2 separate regions of the Mus musculus genome follow, and region 2 is linked to region 1. A link is a contact called in public Hi-C data. All regions are on one chromosome and are shown on one strand. The core of a region is the stretch at or near the end of the contact, and the rest is flanking DNA. Distances in the headings are between cores, read along the strand shown.

Region 1 (4,438 bases), core at 1,513-4,012:
AAGGGAGATTGCTGAAAGGGGATAATTGGAACCTTTTGTAGTTGTGCATCATGGGGGTTTTAAAATGAAATAACAATGTTGGCAAAAGGCAAGGAACACAAAGAAGTCAGCTATGAAGGGCGTGAGTGTGCAGGGGTAGCCCGGTCACTTCGTCTCATTATTTGTATCTATTCCAAATGCGTCTGTTTCCACTTCTGTTTCTGTCCCTGCCACATGCAAAGCACTTGCTATCCTTTTGGTGTCCCCACCTCTCCCGTGCATTCTAATGGTCAGATCACAGATGTCTAGGACCTTCCTTTATCCCTTCCTAAATACATGCCATCGGTACCCAGATTAAAACCGCCCCCTCAAAGGCATTTTCTCATAGCTACACTTGCAACTAATACTCATTGAGCATGTTCTTAAATCCCAGGCACTGTGCTAAATGCTCAACACATACTCACCTATCAAGGCTCACAGCATCCAGTGAGGTAGGTATCAGGACTCTCTTCATGTTAGAGGGTGACTTATCCAGAGTCATCCAGTAAGTGAGACAGGGCATCCAACTTAAGCAGGCTTATTTATAATCATTGTAATCTCACAGTGACAAACACCATGCTCCCATCTTTATCCTGAATCTTTATCCTTCATCCAACTTACCTAGATGTCTAGCTTGTGTCTCATAAGAGCTCATCTCATATCAAATGTTTTAATGGCTTCCAGTCTTTTCCCTGTAAGACTAGAGGCATACATAGCCCCCAAACAGAAATATGAATTCAGAGACTCAATGAGTGGTAGTTTGAGGTGTTGTGGAGACCAGTAGTCCAGAGATTCTTTCAAGTGGGTCAGTTCAGCATTTAAGAGATGTTAACTAAGGTTCACCTAACGAGACTTAACCACTACCACCCAGATGCACAACCTGAATGCTGTTAATCAGAGAAACACTGTCTGCATCCCAGCATGTGGCACACATAGGCTGCCTCTCTTCCTAGGGAAGCTCTGTTGTGTCTGGAGATGGTTGACTGTCACAATGGAAGAGAATTATATAACTGGCAAGAGGAGTAAGATGCAAACAGCATCTCCTGGACAGAATCCAGAAGATGCATCCTTAGACATCCCACAGGAGACAGGATTCCCCTTGACAAAGAATGAACTGGTCCAAAACGTCCAAATGTCAGTAATTAAGTTTTAGAAAATGTGATTTAGATAATAACGTAGAGAGACATGGCAAGCATAGCCACCTTTATTAAGTTAGACGCAGAGGAATGGTCCATGAAAAGGAGATGACATGAAATCAGAGGAGGGTGTGACAGATAAAACAGGAAGCTGGGAAGATCTGAGGCACAGATTTTAATGGCTGACTTTACTCCAGGGGTTTCTCCTCACTCACCCCAATACACAGCACAATGCAACCAGTGTGTTAATTTTCCTGACTGAGAGTCCATTAGGGAAAGGGAACACTGAATTGTATAGTAAGTCTTCAGTCTGGCATAAATAAATAATTTGTAGAGGGAGGTGGTCTCCACAGAAACACTACTGGGTGACTGTGGCCTAAAACACAGTTGGATGAACTCATGTCCTGGTCACTGTTTCTCAAGGTGCAGTCTATGCAGTATCCGTAATGAACATTAGCAAGATGCTCAGTGTAACAGGTGACTGGTTCATATACTAAGACCTGAGGTAGGAATCTACTGCTTTAGCATCTTTCCATTTGTACATATACTGGGAAATTTTCTTTGGCAACAGGGTAGGGTATAAGGAAGGTATATATTTTATATATCAAAGCAGACCTGGATTCCAGGTTCTCCCTAACCTGTTGCGGGAAATATTAAAAAAGAGAATCCGCACATTCCCGCGCTAGTGATGGCCTGCCAACTCTCTGAGGCTAGCCCCTGTGCCAGGTGATCTCACTCACTCTGTCTCTTGGCCCACCAACTCACCAGCACTGCGAGGCCACAGGACTCCTACCAGGCCATCTCTAAGACTGGCCTCCCAAGTTCTTCTTGCTTCCATGTAACACCCTATGCATCCCTGGTTATCGATTTCAACACCTAATTAGCCGGTAGAAACAAGACTCTTAAGCTTATAGTTAACCAATTAGATTTATATATCAATTTAATCACAATTTACAAGATGCAAATACAATCATTTCAGAGCCAATTGATAATGATAAAGCTTTAACCCAATTATTCTAACCTTTTGATAACACCACGTCAGCCTCCATTCTGGTTCTCTCTCTCTCCTCCTGAGATTTCTCTCCTCCTGGGATCTCTCTCTCTCTCTCTCTCTCTCTCTCTCTTTCTCTCTCTCCCCACTCCTGCTCTGCCTCCTTTCTCCTGTCCAATCACAAGTCTCCCACTGCCTTAATGTGATTGGACAGGGAAAATCCTGCAACACTACCCCATCTATCCTGATTCAGTTTTCACCCGCTGAATTCTATTCAAATCATAATATGAATAAATATCCTTATAATGAGATAAATGTCTGAATGTAACTGGATAGGCTACTATAAACTATTTTAATGCAATGAACACATTACAAAAATTGTCACAACTGATCTATCTACGCACTAAGCCAACACACTACTCACAGACACATAACATGCACACACAGGATATGCTTCGACTTTTATTTGTGATCCATCCTCCATGGGGCTCTTTATTTCCCACAAAGGCCCAAAAAAACTTTATCCTAAAAGCATATTATTTGAAGGAGAGATACACTAAAGGAAAAATATTGTATTCTACCAGCACTGCATCCTACCAACCTTGCCCACTAAAAGCATCGTCTTTTGTGGGAGGTTTGGTTGAGAAATCTGTGCTGTCATTGGTAACTCAGAACTGTGAAGCCAAGTTGAACTTTCACACAAGAAGAATGGGCTTGAGTGCTAGTACCAGGAATAGAACTTCTGTCTGGGCTAGGGCTCCAGAGGATGAGGAAGTATCTTGGTGTTTCTTGGTTTCCTCTAACTGTGCAGCTTGACGGCAGGTGGTGCTTGCTGGTGCTCCAAGGACCAGAATGGACATTCTCTGCGATACAAAAATTAAAATTAAAATAAAAAAAAAAAAACACTACCACCACCACCACCAAAAACCAATGCAGTGAGCTCCCAGCAGGTTAAAGGAAGATCAGTTGGAAACAGAAGAAGATATACATGATGCAAGATAAGCTCCCTAGCCATTCTTCAACACTAAGGAAGTAATCAGTAGGTCCTGCAAAGCTCAAACAATGATAATACAGATTGGATGAAGAAGAGTTAGGTACCACAGGTGAAAGTGCTGGTAACTCGTGTTCAGATTCAACCTTGCAAACCTGTGTGGCCTCGTGTGTAAACATATAACTTTCAGCCCCTGAGATTTCAGTTGTTCTAAATATTTTTAGTCCTTTTTACGAAGTGGATTTTCAGGCATCTATAAGACATTATCACATTGCTGTGCCAAGTTTAGGTTCAGTGATGATGTCACTAGCAAATTGGATAGCCTGGCTAACTGGATGTGATTATAATCGACCCTTTGAAATTGTAACATCACTGAGCACATGAAGGAGGGTCTTCTTTGCTTTGTCCTCTAGCTGATTGCCTTTGTGGTCTGCTCGTGCATTTGATGGTCTGTGTTATTTCACTTCCTCTCTGCCTATTCCCCTTCTTTACGTATGACTCCTACAGATCTCACCTTAATTTCATTGTGATGTTTTTCCAGTAAATGCTCTACAAACTAAACTTCCACTTACGTGCACTCATTTTCAGCTCAGCAGAAACCCAGATCCCACCTAACTGCTCAGTGGAAACTACGTTCAGAGGCCAGGGGTTTTCTTCACCTGCCCCCCACCCCCTTCTCATTAGATTCTTCAGTTTAAAAATACTTTGAACAGTTAAACACACAAAAGGTCAGAGTCTAGCTGAGATGGATGAGAGCCTTAAGATGTCCCCCAAGGAAAAGGAAAATCAAATACTAGTCTTTGAGTGTTGCTGGGACAGATTTTTTGAAGTCATGGGTTAAGGTTGCATGATGGTTAATTTTAAGCATCAGTTTGCCAAAGCCAAAATTAAAGAGGAAAGGGAGCCTGGGAAAGAGCCTAATAGAGAAATGTACATAGATCGGGTTAGCCTGTGAGTATATCTGTGGAATATTTTTCTTGGCTGTTAATTGAGGTGAGAAGAGTCATTGTGAAACATGCTATTTCACGGCAGGACCCTGAACTATGTAAGAGAGACGTAAACAGTGTCAGCAGCAACAGCAGCAGTAAGCAGGCGGCCTGGGCTCACTTATTTTTTTCTACATTTGACTGGGGATACAATGTGACTAGCTCTGAGTTCTGCCTTGACTTCCTCTCGCAAGCGGACTGTAGCCTGCAGTCATAGCCACACAAACCCTTTCCTCCCCTGCATTGCTTTTGGTCAGGGTACTTCATCACAACGGAAATGAAACTAGAACAGGTTACAAGATGGCCAGAAAATAAA
Region 2 (4,235 bases), core at 689-3,188, 150 kb before region 1:
ATTTCATTTTTATTTTCTGATGCATCAGTAAAAGCTATGCCATGGTGTAAGTCATAGAATCTAAAGTTAGCTAGGTAGTACACGCCTACAATCTCAATACTCAGGTAAAGGAAGGAGGATCAGAAGCTCAAGGTTAGTGTTAGCTGCATAAAAAATGCAAATAACAACATCATCATCACACACAAATACATAAAGAAACCTTTGTTGAAGAAAATTATGAATAGTTTCACGCTCTCCGTGTACTTTTTCCCTTACCAAAGTGAGCCCTGAGAACCCTTATTTAACCCTATCCTTGGCTTGCAAAGCACTCTGAGAACTTATTGACTATATACATAATTAAAAGCTTTAAAAAGGGAGCCAACAATGCATGTTATTAAGCCAACTACTACAGGAGACAATCACGATTTACTCTCAAAGGAAAATGCATTTCAGAATTACTCTGTTGAGGGAACTAAGACTCGAGAGTACTTGTGAAATAGTTCCTGGGGACCAGCAAATGAGAACTGGGAGAAACAGGATTTAAATTCCTAGAACTCCCAACTATATCCATTGTGGATGAAGTAGCTATCTTGGAAACCATCAGACTTAAAGAAAAAGAAGCCAGCTGCCAGCATTGGCTGCAGTGCACTGAATGGCTGAGATGTTAGATGAGAGGGACTTGTAACATATTAGACTGTTTTGGCTCCCCTTTAAAGCATAGGTTCCTTGTGCTTAGATAGAGAGAAACTACTGGAAGATTAACCATGTGACAAGGGAATATTATTGAGAAGCAACCTCAGGTGGCTGCACAAATGTGCAATGTGCTTCTCAGAGATGAATGCAAACATCTTCTGACACTATGAAAAGAACAAAGATTTACTGACATATTTGATCTACAAGAATTATGGTTTTAGAACTATTTGAGAACAAGGTTTTATTTGAAACCATAGATAAATATCAAGAACTATGGTTTACATAACAAAGATCACTGACACTTTATAATCTTTCCTTAGTCTGTAAAGAGAATGAACTACAGAAGCTAACCAAGAGCACCAACTAATATATTTGCAAAGATCTAATCAAGTACTAGATATTGGTGCTCCAAATTCCTTGGCTAATCAGAAATTGAATACTAAATTCTGATAACCTAATAGACTTGATATAAAATTGAATTAAATCAGTAAATTTAACAATGCCAAGTTATGTGTGTTGGGTTCAAGACTGTAGGAAGGATTCACTTTGGGAGTTGTTCAGCTGCTGTCTTATGACTTTCCAAAGGGGACACTAAGGGCCAGAGAGTTCCTAAGTACATCTGAATCATGTACTGCTATTAGCGGGAGAGAGAGAGAGAGAGAGACAGAGACAGAGACAGAGACAGAGACAGAGACAGAGAGAGACAGAGAGAGACAGAGAGAGACAGAGAGAGACAGAGAGAGACAGAGAGACAGAGAGACAGAGACAGAGAGACAGAGAGACAGAGAGACAGAGAGAGACAGAGACACAGAGACAGACAGAGACAGAGAGAGAGAGAACATTGTCTTGCTTTGGTTTACCTCACATTATCAATAAAACAATTTCAGGATACTTGAAAAATAAACATAAGCTGGGTGGCAATGGCACATGCCTTTAATCCCAACACCCAGGAAGAAGAGGCAGGAGAATCTCTGTGAGTGGCCAGCCTGGTCTACAGAGTGCCAAGTAAGCCAGGGCTGCATAGAGAAACCCTGTCTCTAAAAAACAAAAGAGGGGAAAAAAAGCCACATCAAAGCTAAGTGACAGAATCGCATAGCCATAGACTAGCCCTAGGCTTGAAGCTTTATTTCTTTTATTTTCCCTTTGCCTCTTGGATATTCAGCTGGCAGCTAAAATTGCCTTACAGACTCCTCCCACCTGACTCCTCTCTGACCTAATTCAGGCTCCCTGGTGAGGAAGGCACAGAAGCCATGCCAGCCCTGGGCACTTGTGTATGTCTTTGTGTTTCAGTACAAATGATGACACCACAAGAAAGAGGCTAGGGAATAATGTCCCTTTGTTATGATGTCGCCACACACCTGCAGAGTCAGTACATGCATTGTCTTGGTTTTCTTGTTGATTTTCCTCCCTCCCCCATCATGCCAAGCAAGATGAGAAAGTAATTCTTGTTATTGCTTTGTGATTCCATTCGCCATCCCTTTCTTACCCTTACAAAATGCGGGAGAGATTGTACATGCAGCTCAGCGCATGCTGCAGATCTCGGGACCATTACTAAATTTTCTTTGTTTTCCATTTTCTGGCAGATGTTGAATAGGAAAATTCTGGGCTGAAATACTAATTGAGTGACTATGAGATCACTTTAGGAAGCTTCACAGTTATGCCATGAAAAGTTTCTTTTGAAAAAAAAGTGTGGAAATATGCAAAGAATTTTAATGAATTTTAAATTATTTCATAGTACTATTTTTCCCTACATCCTCTCTTCTAGATTTAACAAACAAACAAAAAAAAATTCAAGCTAGAACTACAACTATCTGGAAATATGCTTCAAAAATTCTTGAAAACATTGCACATTTATTCTGCTACAAATGCATTATATTGTTCAGACAATGCTCTGGCCTGTGGGAGCACATAATTTACTATGTGAAATTCTGCAATTTCTGTCAAAGCTTATTGGAAACAACCCAATTATAGCTAATATGCTAAACACAGTGGTAAATAATTACAAATGTGGCATCATTGTACGGTGAAGCATGACAGTGCTCCACAAAGTCACTGGGAGTGGGACACAGGGCACAGTGGGGAATTCCAGTGGGATTACCCAGAAAAAAAATTCCCTGATATCATCAGCAGTCATACATTAAACTCACTTTACCTAAGAGACCTCAGTTGTAGTGTAATCCATTTGTAGATTCTAAACAATTTCCTTGTGAGTTTATTTCTGTGCTATAAATTACTGGCCTCTCAGGAGTATTGAAAATTAATAGTTGCCATGGTTTTGGCACTTGGTGAGAAGCATTGGAAAATACAGTCTTCCTGTCTGGCAAGTATAGCAAATGTCATACCGAGCATTTTATAAACAATGTAACATCTATTCGTCTCTCTGTTGAATTACCTCTGCCAGGCATGGTGCACATGAATTCTAGCACGTGGAAGGTAACAACAGATGGATGTCTATGAGTTTGAGGCCAGCCTAATCTACATAGAGATCCCAGGCTACCTAGTGAGAACCTGTCTCAAGCAAACAACAACCAAGCCTATTAGAGAAATTCCAGGCCTTAGCGACTTCTGGATCACAGATGTGACAGAAATCAGATTTCAACAGCCTTCAAGACCAAATGTTTCTTTACTTGAATGGACATTTCTAGCACGTATGTCTATAATTCTTTATATACATTTTGTAAAGGAAGTAGCAATTATTTGATTTTGTTAAGTGGATCAATACGTAAGGCAGCGTTTGGAATTATTCTGTGCCATTCTACAAATGGGAATCCATTGGATGTAGTTTAGTGGAGCAGCCTTACACAAGCTTGGTATGAAACTGAGCAGAGTTTATAGAGGAGCCCTCATGGTTAGAGCTTTTTCCTTTGAGCAAGATGCTTAACCTTTATGAAATGCTTTTAATGAATAAAAGGGTTAAGGGGATCACTGGACATTACAATGTGAAAGCACACAGTGTACCAAAAGTATATAATACATTAACTGTGAAGAATAAGAATACACATACACAGAGAGAGAGGGGGGGAGGGAGAAGGGAAGTAGGAAATGGCATGTATTGCATAAAAGGGAGACACTGTGGCACCAACTTAACACACATGTGATGACAGAGTTAGTCCAAAGACTGCAGAGTAAACTTTCAAGAAAAGGGGAGGAGAATCCTTTCAAGTGTAAGATCTTAATTTAATATTTAAACTATTTAGTCCTAGCTAGGCAAGGGCTGGAAGACCTGAGTTCGAGCTGTAAACATGCTGTCCTGGCATGACCATGACCAGAAAGGGAACACCTGCAGTCATGGCAATTACACAGTGAAGGAGACTGACAGGTAAGTGACAAAGACAATTGAAATTAGCCAATTTCCCAGTTCTGCTGCAGGGTTGCAGACACAAAGGTTTTCATACCAAATGTAAATGTTTTTCCCATTGTGTAGTGTCCTTTGCCCCATGGCAATCCAGTGAGCAAAACAGGTGAATAAGTTGCTGACTTTAGGTTGATAATCTTAAGAACCAGAGAATGAGCATGTTAGGGCAGGTGAAGAGATCCACAGAAGACCCAATTAGCAGTACATG

The links. A called contact is a pair of places that touch in the nucleus more often than the background predicts.
Region 2: a Hi-C map of the N1E-115 cell line shows a contact between it and region 1, with 2.4 times the contacts expected there. The contact joins two enhancer-like sites. A contact is called at or near these places in 1 of 484 Hi-C or Micro-C datasets (the N1E-115 cell line) and 1 of 9 other capture datasets (adipose tissue).

What each region holds. Positions count from the first base shown.
Region 1 is chr1:80,670,400-80,674,837 of GRCm38.p6, reverse strand. All of the region lies in intron 1 of Dock10 (dedicator of cytokinesis 10), which reads left to right. Among named protein-coding and RNA genes, the nearest start is that of Dock10, 86 kb to the left of the region's middle. Within about 2 kb of position 2,762, at least 22 of the 459 cell types and tissues checked have an H3K27ac peak or open chromatin away from gene starts, as enhancers often do. A contact at or near this core is called in the N1E-115 cell line, where this site is marked.
Region 2 is chr1:80,821,879-80,826,113 of GRCm38.p6, reverse strand. No RefSeq gene overlaps it. Among named protein-coding and RNA genes, the nearest start is that of Dock10, 65 kb to the right of the region's middle. Within about 2 kb of position 1,938, at least 27 of the 459 cell types and tissues checked have an H3K27ac peak or open chromatin away from gene starts, as enhancers often do. A contact at or near this core is called in the N1E-115 cell line, where this site is marked.